Linked DNA regions of Rattus norvegicus: region 1 is linked to region 2. A link is a contact called in public Hi-C data. All regions are on one chromosome and are shown on one strand. Each heading gives the region's core, a stretch centred on a gene start, on an enhancer-like site or on the middle of the called end of the contact. The rest is flanking DNA. Distances are from core to core; before and after follow the strand shown.

Region 1 (4,542 bases), core at 1,836-4,335, 470 kb before region 2:
TCATTGATTTCACTATCACTTGCTTGTCTGGTAATTGATCCGTTGCTGAGCCTCTAGTTAATTATATCGGCTTTGACATGGCCCGATCCATGGGGAATTTCAAGTCTTGCAGAATAACAGTTTTAATAAAAGAGTCTATTACTGCAGGTGCTTGCTGCTGCATGCCAGTTGATTTTTGTGGGGGGTGTGTGTGTGTGTGTGTGTGTGTGTGTGTGTGTGTGCATGCCCACGCCCACATGTGAGGGGGTTGGGGGGAATACCTGGGAAAGAAGAGAATCTTACAACTGAGAGAAAGGGGTGGGGCTGGAAAAATAGGAAGAGGCTGTGAGGGAGCTTGGGGAAGGAGGGGAAGGACAGGGAGAGAGGGAGAGGGAGCAGAAGAGGAGAGAGAACACGCAGGCAGGGAGATACAACAGTGCTTGAGTGGAGAGAGGAGGAAGCTTGCTATTGACAGTGTCCTTAAGCCTCCCACAAATAACAGCCATTAGTGGGGAGGTCAGGAGCTGAGCAGGCAGCTTGACTGAGGCACTGAGAGCCACTTCAGAAATCAAGAGGCTAGCAAATTTTAGAGGGAGTTAAGTGGGTAATAGTGTAAAGGTACAGTCACCGTTGACAATTGACTCACAGGGGCTTTTCCCGCCCTCCCCCGCCAAAGAATATTTTTATTGACCACAGGTGGACTTAATATATTTTAAGGCAACAATTCTTTGGGTTCTTGTATGTCTCCTTTCAGATATTGAATTTGCTTCTTTTGAGACTTTTTTGTGCTTAATGGTGGTGAACTGGAGGGAAGTTTAACAGAAAAGCTTTCAGGAGATGTCAGTTCTAGAAGGGAAGGCACATTTGTGTCAACATAGTGTACGTTTGCTCATCTTTTCTCATTGTCCACTAATGACACGGGCTGCCATCGAAACGCTTTTCTGTTTCTTTTGTTGTTTCTGAGAGGAAGGTTTATTGTTATTCTTTAGTTAAGAAGGAGCAAGCAGAGTGCTACATTTGTCCTCAGTGTTTGTAAGTGGCTGAAGATTAATGTGCCTTACATTTTAAGTTTAGGAAGGATGGCTTTTTCCTGCTGACTCCTTTTATGAGATAGCATGAATTTAGCTTTCCATTTTGAAGTTACAGTGTTTATGTACAGTGGATTTTGTTCAGTTCTGCCTTTCCATAAATAAGGAAGATAAATACTATCTAATAAATGGTTGTTTTGTTTTAAAACTGGTCTAATTAAAAATATGACCTGCTATCAAGGTTATATTTCACAAGGCAAGGAAATATTATAGAATTTTCCATAGAGATCCTGAATGAAAAATGGAGTTTTTATATGCATTACTTTTTGCCTGAAATAAGACAGGCTTCCTTTTTTTCTTCCTCTTTTGCCCTGTTTTATGATGTAAAAGGTTGATGTAGATGCCTTACCTGAGAACTTTAACAAAGGATTTTATTCTGCTTGTGAGCTTTAAGAAAAGGTATTCATTTTTTCGTCTCCGCCTTCAGTGTCTCTTTATTTAACCTTCGGTTTGGTAGTTAATGGCCTGAGGTGCTGGATATTAAGTGGTATATGTTTATTTTTGCATATGTTTACTGTACATCTTCCATGTTTAACTGGTAGCTTTGCTTGTTCACCCTTTAGAATAGAAGGTCAAATCTCTGTATATTATTTTCTCTATGAGTTTATATGTGGTTATAAATAGCCTAGCATTACGGTGTGACTTGTGGCAGCTAATATTAAAAAAAAACAAAAAAGCAAACACTGAGCAAACTTTATGTTCTCCTCCAGATGAATACTTCACTCGCTTCCAGTGTAATTAAAAAATATTTAAGTCTCATAGTTTTACAAGTGTTTAAAGGAAAGACTGGTGCTGGATATAACATGTTACAGCAGAAAGCATTGTTGGGGAAAATTTCCAGGGAAGGGCCCTGGCTCTCCCTGGCCTTGTGGACAGTGTCCGTGGCATTTCGTGGAGTACGCATGAGTGTGTATCTATCTGTGTATCTGGAGAGGGGTTCGTGCAGGGTGTCATTTGGTGCCTGACAGTGGAACAGTGCAGTTGACTCCTAGCTCTGCTATCCAATGACATGCAGTGGCTGAGGGTTTGAAGCTGATGGTTGGGTCTCCAGTGCTGCCCGCACACCTGACAGGCAGCTGTTAAACCGAGCAAAGGCAAGCTAGGGGAGTCACAATCTATGCATAAATGATAGGGATATCTGTGCAGAAGGTGCGAAGGAAGCTCTGACCCCCCTCCCTCCCCCAGATCTCCCCCTTCCCAAATGAAATGCACAGTTCAGCCAGCTTCTTAACTACACTATACTCCTGCTCCTGGCTGCCAAGAAGCTCAAAAAATCCACCTTCACTTTTCAGTCAGAAGAGGCAGAAGTGGATGTGAGAGAAAGAGACACACAGAGAGACAGAGAGCCAAAGAGGGCAAGAGACTTGACTTTAAGAGACTCCTGTACTGACAACTCCATGCAGTTCGGAACCAGAACGACTGCGGCTGAACCAGGGTTCATGGGGACATGGCAAAACGCTGATACTAACCTCTTATTCAGAATGTCCCAACAGGTAAGTTACTTTCATTTTTTTAAAAAAAAAGAAATCTCGAGTTGTTATTTGCCCTTTTCTTCCTGCTACTTTTCTTTCTAAATGTTTTTGAAATTTAAAAATATATATATTGTGATTTCTGTGTTACTGGAATGTGCAGTGTTACTTCATGGCTTCCCCAAGGGCTCCTTAAGGAAAAGGGGGAAAGGACATCGAAGTTAGAGAAAGCAAAGGCATTTGTTGCAAAGTTTCACCCTGTGCAGCCTGGGTCCTGCGAAGCCTTAATTTATTTCTTTGTTTCCCGCTAAAAAGAGAAAAAGCCAATACTTAACAAATGTATCTTTGTGAAAGACTTAGTCAAAGTGTCTGCTGTCTCTAAGTAGGTCTTGCAACGAACAGTCAGAAAGCGCGGGCCCCTCACAGCAGCGGGTCTGACTTCTGGTGTCTGGAGCAGCTGGACTCAGACCTGAGCGAGGCTATGCAGGCTTCCCTGCCGGCCGGGTCAACCCGAAGGGCGGCAGGCTGCGCTCCCGCTTGCTCTCGGCCTCCGTTCCGGTTCTCGGTGGCTTCACTCTCCCCGTGCTCCCCTGGCCGCGGCGCAGCCGCTCGGCTCGCCACCCGCCAGCCGCCCGCCGCCCGGCGCGGTGCACTCACACTCGGCGCGGCCCCTGTGTTCTCCCAGAGCCGCTTCTCGCTCAGCCGCCGCCGGCAGCTCGGCTGCTACCCTGCCGGGAGAGCCGCCCGGAGAGCGCCAGGCCAGCGGACGGATAATTAATCACCCGCAGCCGTCCGTACCAAGCGCTCGGTGATTTGCGCCCTGCGCGCCCGGCTCCTCTTGCACAATTGCTGGCTCTGCGGCTCCGCGGGGGAGCGAGGGTAAGAGGAAGCGAAGGGGAAACAACCCAGAAACTTTCCTCTTGGACTGTGCTCAAGTGAGGGAGGGAAGTTCCCTGGTGCCTCCCTCCCAGACACGTCTTGCTTTTCAGAAGCCTACCCCAAACCCATACAAAGCAAGAGTTAGTTTATCATCCACGCAGCACCAAAGTAGTACTGACAAATGCGCTAGGATGTTAAGTAGATGGCGGCTGTTTAAAAAAATGGTCTTGCCCCACTCCCTTAAAATACTGCAACTGCTATTTAAGCTTTTTGTATGTAAGAGTTCGCGGAAATTGAATACTTTGGCGTGGATTTTCAAATGTTTGGTAACGAAATAAAGAAAACAATTTTCAAGGCTGTAAACTGTCACAAGTTTAGGAATAACATTTGCCAAAGAGAGTGCATAAAGCCCGGCTCTTGTAACATTTAATTGGTAAACAGTTTTATCAACCAGTTTTAGATAGGAGAAATGTATTTGAATAAGGTGTATTTTGACATCCTGTAGAGGGACCCTGATAACTGCTGATCCAGTAAGCTGGGATTTAAATGCAATCAACATAAACCCAGTAAGCAACTCTTTATGTGCGATCCTTTTTTTTTTTTCCTGAAAAGTCCCTTTCATGTCTGACAGAGATGCTTCTTGTCTCTGCCAAACGCTTTGCTAGGTGTTTTTCTGAAGCACTTTTCTGTCTGGGTGACTCTCTCTCTTGTGGTTGGAACACGGTGTGTTTTCACTGACCTTAGTACCTAATAACTTGTGTCCCACTTTAAAATTTAGATACTACCAATCCTGGTTTTCCTTGAGTTAGCGGAGTGTGTGTGTACATGTATGCTTTGAAAGGTTAGATTGCATTTTTTTCCCTCTAGTGAAAAAAGAGTTAATAAAACAGATAGAGATAATGATCAATTGATAAATGGCTATTGAACCACATAGATGGTGTTAGATTGCTGCTTTGGCACTAGCCCATTTCCAAGTAGATTTGCATCTAAGGAGACTTTTAACTGGTGGAAAACATTTAGGATTAAAAGAAATAAAAGCAAATTACACAAAAAATAGGTCAGGATTAGGAAAATAATTTAAATTTCTTATAGAGAAACTTGTATGATCATCGAGGTGTTTTCTGTGT
Region 2 (4,553 bases), core at 584-3,083:
GCGCCCCAGCTGGACGCTGTCTGTCCTGATGCCTGTAAACATTGCTGAGAAATTGCAAACGATGTTCTTCGGGGGCAAAGTTTTACCTCTACTAGCCAAAGAGAGCCTTCCAGAACTTCTCTTCCACTGTTTCTCAGAGAACAGTGTTATTGTTGGGGAATTGTGCTCATAATTAGGGAACTTGATCATTTTGGTGATACTATTTCCCCAGGGGCTCAGTACACTTGACCTGCACGAATGGGTTTACTCTCTGCTGTGACTTCTCAGGTTTTTCTTCTTGTAGGGATGGGGTAAATGAAGTATACCTATGAGTAGAGTCTCCAAGTTAGGGCCACACAGTACTCTGCCCTCCCCAGCAGACTGCCTGGGAGGCTCGATCTCGGTTTCTCCCCAGACAGACTAACACACTTATTTCATCAGTTGATTTTGTTGATTCTAAGCCACACAAGGCACTAGAAAAGCTGTATTTTGTGGTCATCCCAGTTTGCCTATGAAAAGCAGATGACACAGTTGTATGGCACTGACTCCTCGAGCACGGGTTAGTCTGAGAGCAGCCGTCTGTGTTTATTTACTTTAAGGGAGAAAGTGGTGAACGGATCTGCAAGCTGGGTGCATCGTGAAGACTTCAGGCGCTGTTCCCGAAGCTTCTTCCTTCCTGTGATTTGCTCAGGACAGAGAAGGGGAGACACACATCCTGTACTGTAGATGGCTTGCTCCCTACACCATATGTGTGCTCTCTCTCTCACTCTCGCTCTCTCTCTTACTTGCTGCTTTTTTCCCCTCTTTGGGTCCAGACCAGTTGTCCTCAGGATGGGAGAGAATGATTGGGACCTCACTGACAGCCCTGGGGACAGATCTGGGCTCTAAGCAGATGGTTTCTGCCAGGGGAGGGGAGGGAAATTCCTGATACAAAAACAAGATAACTGAAGGAGAAAGGCAAGAGCCAAAATCATGCCCGGAATGTAGGGAATTCACAGGGATGATAAAGAAGATGCAGACAATGCACAGAACAGGGAGTGGGCCGGCCCCCATCTCTACCTCTGCTTTATTCTTTCTGAACAAGGAAGCTTCTCTTCCGAGTGGACAGTGGCAAGCCCTCAGGCAATTCTGGCCACCTCATTTCTGACTGACCATGAACTTACGGGATCACGCTGCCCGTGTGTGAGAACGTGTGCATGCCGTGCAATTAAAAAGGAAGTCAGAAGACAGAACAGATCAATGCCTACCGATTCATAATAAGTTCCTCTCTATATATTTATTTATTTTCCTTTTAGCCACTAAAGGAGCAACAGCAAACTTGCAGCGAGCAGTTGTTGCCAGAGGGTGAATCATGGCTATATTGATTTGATTATGTAAAAGCTCAGAGGAACCTCAAGCCAGATACAGAAATATCTCATAGCCCCGAACCCTACGGGACACACACTAGTAAAAAAGCAATCTTTATATTGTTCCTGATAAAAGCATCATTAGTTTCCTCATAGTGAAACCATTTCTCTGCTGATACAGTATATGGTTTTCTTTTTCTCTAGAATCCACTCAGACATAATTAACACTCAGTTACTAGACTTGAGGCTCCCAGGAGTGCGCTGCTCAAGTCAGGGAGGGGTTAGGAGTTAGAGATGGTCAGAAAGAAAGGCTGAGACAGGGTAGGAAAAAAAGGGAGACAGAAAGGGGCTGAGAAGAGATGAGGGAGGAGAAAGAGGGAGGTCGAGGCAGTGGGCGGGGGCGGGGGGGTGCTAGTATGGAATTATCCCTCTTCAGTGGTTTTGAGCATCCCCCTGTCTGGCTTGCACAGCGCTGTGAGCGCCGGCGCGGTAGCGCCCTCTGCTGGGCGTGCTCACTTTCCCAGCCTTGGAGTCCCACGGCCGACCGGGAAAGCCCCATTCTGAAGGAACACTCTTTCCACACTTCTGCTCTTTGCTCCCTTAAGAATAACGCTTCAGACATCACCTTCCAGGGAGGCATCTTGGCTGGTACCTCTGCAGACAGTCAAAAGCTGACAAATGCGCTGTTTGCTACAGCTGCAGGGGCAGCAGCGGAGCTCCATCGCCTTTGAAGATCCGGGTAAAGAGCCTGGCTGAAGCATTCCTGGAAACAACTGGGTGGAGTTTGATAGAGCCAGACATTTTAAGGGTTGAGGAAATGGAAGTTGGGAGCAGCAAAGACTCCTGGTTTTGGGGCTTCATGATTCCTGCTAAGGGACATCCTGGCCACCTGTGGGGGTGGGCCTGTGGCCCAGGGAACCCGCATATCAGAGAACTCTGATGATCTCTGCCTGGGCTTCAGCCTCCAGCCTTAGGAGAATAGACATGCCCATTGTGCTCACCAGCCTGTGCATTGCAAACAAATAATGACCCTCTCTGAAAAGGGAAATCGTTGATTTAAAATTCTTAGTTTGGAGGGTTTGAATGTACAGAGAAGGAAGAAACCAGGCCCCACTGGAAGCTTACCCTAGCATCCTGTTTATGTTAGAAAACCCAGGGCAAGCACACACATATACACAGTGGCCACGGAAGCATAAATAAACGAATGAACACTTTTCACACATAGATAGGGACACAACCAGAACCAAACTCCATCGTGTCTTAACACCGTCTCACAATGGTGGCAGCTTGCTCCTCAGCCCTGTCCTCAAAGGTCTTTCTCCTGTGTTCAAACAAAGCCTGTGGGGGTGGGGGCAGAGGGGAGAAATGGAAAACCCCCTCAGTGTCTGAATAGGACTTCACTGCTAACTCTGGGGGCCCAGCCTGGTGCAGCTTCCCAGACAGCAAAGTCCCTGTCCTCTCAGAGACACCTGTCTGTTGAGTTCACACAAATCATAAGGGATTGTAAAAATAAGAAACCAGAGAAGTTAAGGTGCACATCACAGAAGACTGGTGAGCCTGGTGGTCAACAGCATGGCTCTGAGTCATGGAGCCTGGGGTGCCTCCACTCATTTGCTAATAGTGTGCCTCTATCTCACTGTGAGCAAATCGATGGCAGCAGTCATAGCCCTTACAGTCATAAGAAGTGGGTTGATAGTTCAGAATCCTTCAGAACAGTATTCAACACATGGCAACCACCACGTGAAGATTTCAACAAGTAAAAGTGCACAATCCAGGTTGGTGGGTAATTCTCACGAATCATCCTGAGAGCCTTTTCTATATCCCTCATGAGGTAAGAAGAAATGATGAGGTAGACACATCCTCTTGTAGTCTGAGTCTATTCCCATCCCTCATTGGCAATGGCTATTTGGATGTTAAACCCATATGATACTTGACCTTTGGAAAGTCAGCTTGGGAAGCAGGCTTCACCTGAAAAACACTTACACAATTCCCAAGACCTTATTTAGTATACATTATTTTTTTAAAGTCAGAGAGTGGCGACATTTTATTCTCGTTTGAAAGAGCAATTTGAACCTATTTATTTTTACCTCTCTTTTAAAACTTAGAATTATAAAAAATAAAAAGGTCAAACTCTTAATAAGTATTAGATTGGGTGGTGGTTTGAACAGGTTAGGCTCCCATAGATTCATGTGTTTGTTTGGCCACGGGCAGTGGGACTATTAGGAGGTGTGGCCTTGTTGGAGGAAGTGTGTCACTGCAGAGGTGAGCTTAAGGCTTCCCATGCTCAGACTCTGTCCAGGGATGACAGTCTCCTTCTGGCTGCCTTCAGATTGTGATGTAGAACTTTCAAGGTCCTCCTCCAGCACCATGTCTGCTCTCACAATGCCACATTTCCTGCCATGACAATGATCTAAACCTCTCAACCTGTAAGGCAGCCCCAGTTAAATGTTGTCCTTTATAAGAGTTGCCTTGGTCATGGTGTCTCTTCACAGCAATGAAACCCTAGCTAAGGCAGATTGCCTTTTTAAAGGAAAAAAATTCTTTTCTTAGGAGACAATCCCAAAATGAGGTAAGTTGGGTGCAGAATGTGGCCGCTGAGCTATAAACCATCAGAAAGAGGCCAGGCTAGTGCATGGCAGTCTGGTTGGGAAGCAGAATAACAAACTTTCCAACTTTAATATTCTAAACCATCTACTCAACATTCTAGACAGGAGTGTAGGTGAGGAAGGAGGTGGCTTCTCCTTGCTTTCTGGACACATCCACCCTGAATTTTACCACATTCAGAGACAAAACCCTGGAACCAACCAGACCTACCCTTCTTGAAGAAGCAGAACTTAGCAAGCTGACATCATATCCCAGAGTGAGCTTGGAAAAAAATCTTCTTTCTCTTCTGTTCATCCTTAAGTTCACACCTCCGAACTACTGTGTTCTATGCACCTGAAGAAACTTGCCTCAGTACTGAAATCTGCACTGCCTTCAAAGTCTTCACAGAAACATACAACCCAAGCAAAAACTTTATTCCAGAACCAATTGCTACCTTACTAGATTAAGTATTTAAAAACTATAACATATGTATTTCCTCCACAATGACTCTTCATTAATTAAAATATCCAGCAAACTACCACCAAACTTATTTAATCTCAACTATCTAAATAGAGATTTCCTGTGGCTCTGAGGAGGCTCCACGTGGAATGGCCCATGTTGGTCAGACATGTGCTGTGCCACTGA

The links. A called contact is a pair of places that touch in the nucleus more often than the background predicts.
Region 1: a Hi-C map of the A7r5 cell line shows a contact between it and region 2, with 7 times the contacts expected there. The contact joins two enhancer-like sites. A contact is called at or near these places in 4 of 12 Hi-C or Micro-C datasets (the A7r5 cell line, the Rat2 cell line, Schwann cells and 1 more).

The regions. Positions count from the first base shown.
Region 1 is chr5:103,997,029-104,001,570 of GRCr8, reverse strand. It overlaps Bnc2 (basonuclin zinc finger protein 2), which reads left to right. Exons shown (of 7, transcript NM_001106666.2): 3 at 2,360-2,560. Among named protein-coding and RNA genes, the nearest start is that of Bnc2, 63 kb to the left of the region's middle. Within about 2 kb of position 3,085, at least 23 of the 93 cell types and tissues checked have an H3K27ac peak or open chromatin away from gene starts, as enhancers often do. A contact at or near this core is called in the A7r5 cell line, where this site is marked.
Region 2 is chr5:103,526,196-103,530,748 of GRCr8, reverse strand. The region is part of intron 2 of LOC108350993 (a long non-coding RNA gene); the gene reads right to left. Among named protein-coding and RNA genes, the nearest start is that of Bnc2, 530 kb to the left of the region's middle. Within about 2 kb of position 1,833, at least 3 of the 93 cell types and tissues checked have an H3K27ac peak or open chromatin away from gene starts, as enhancers often do. A contact at or near this core is called in the A7r5 cell line, where this site is marked.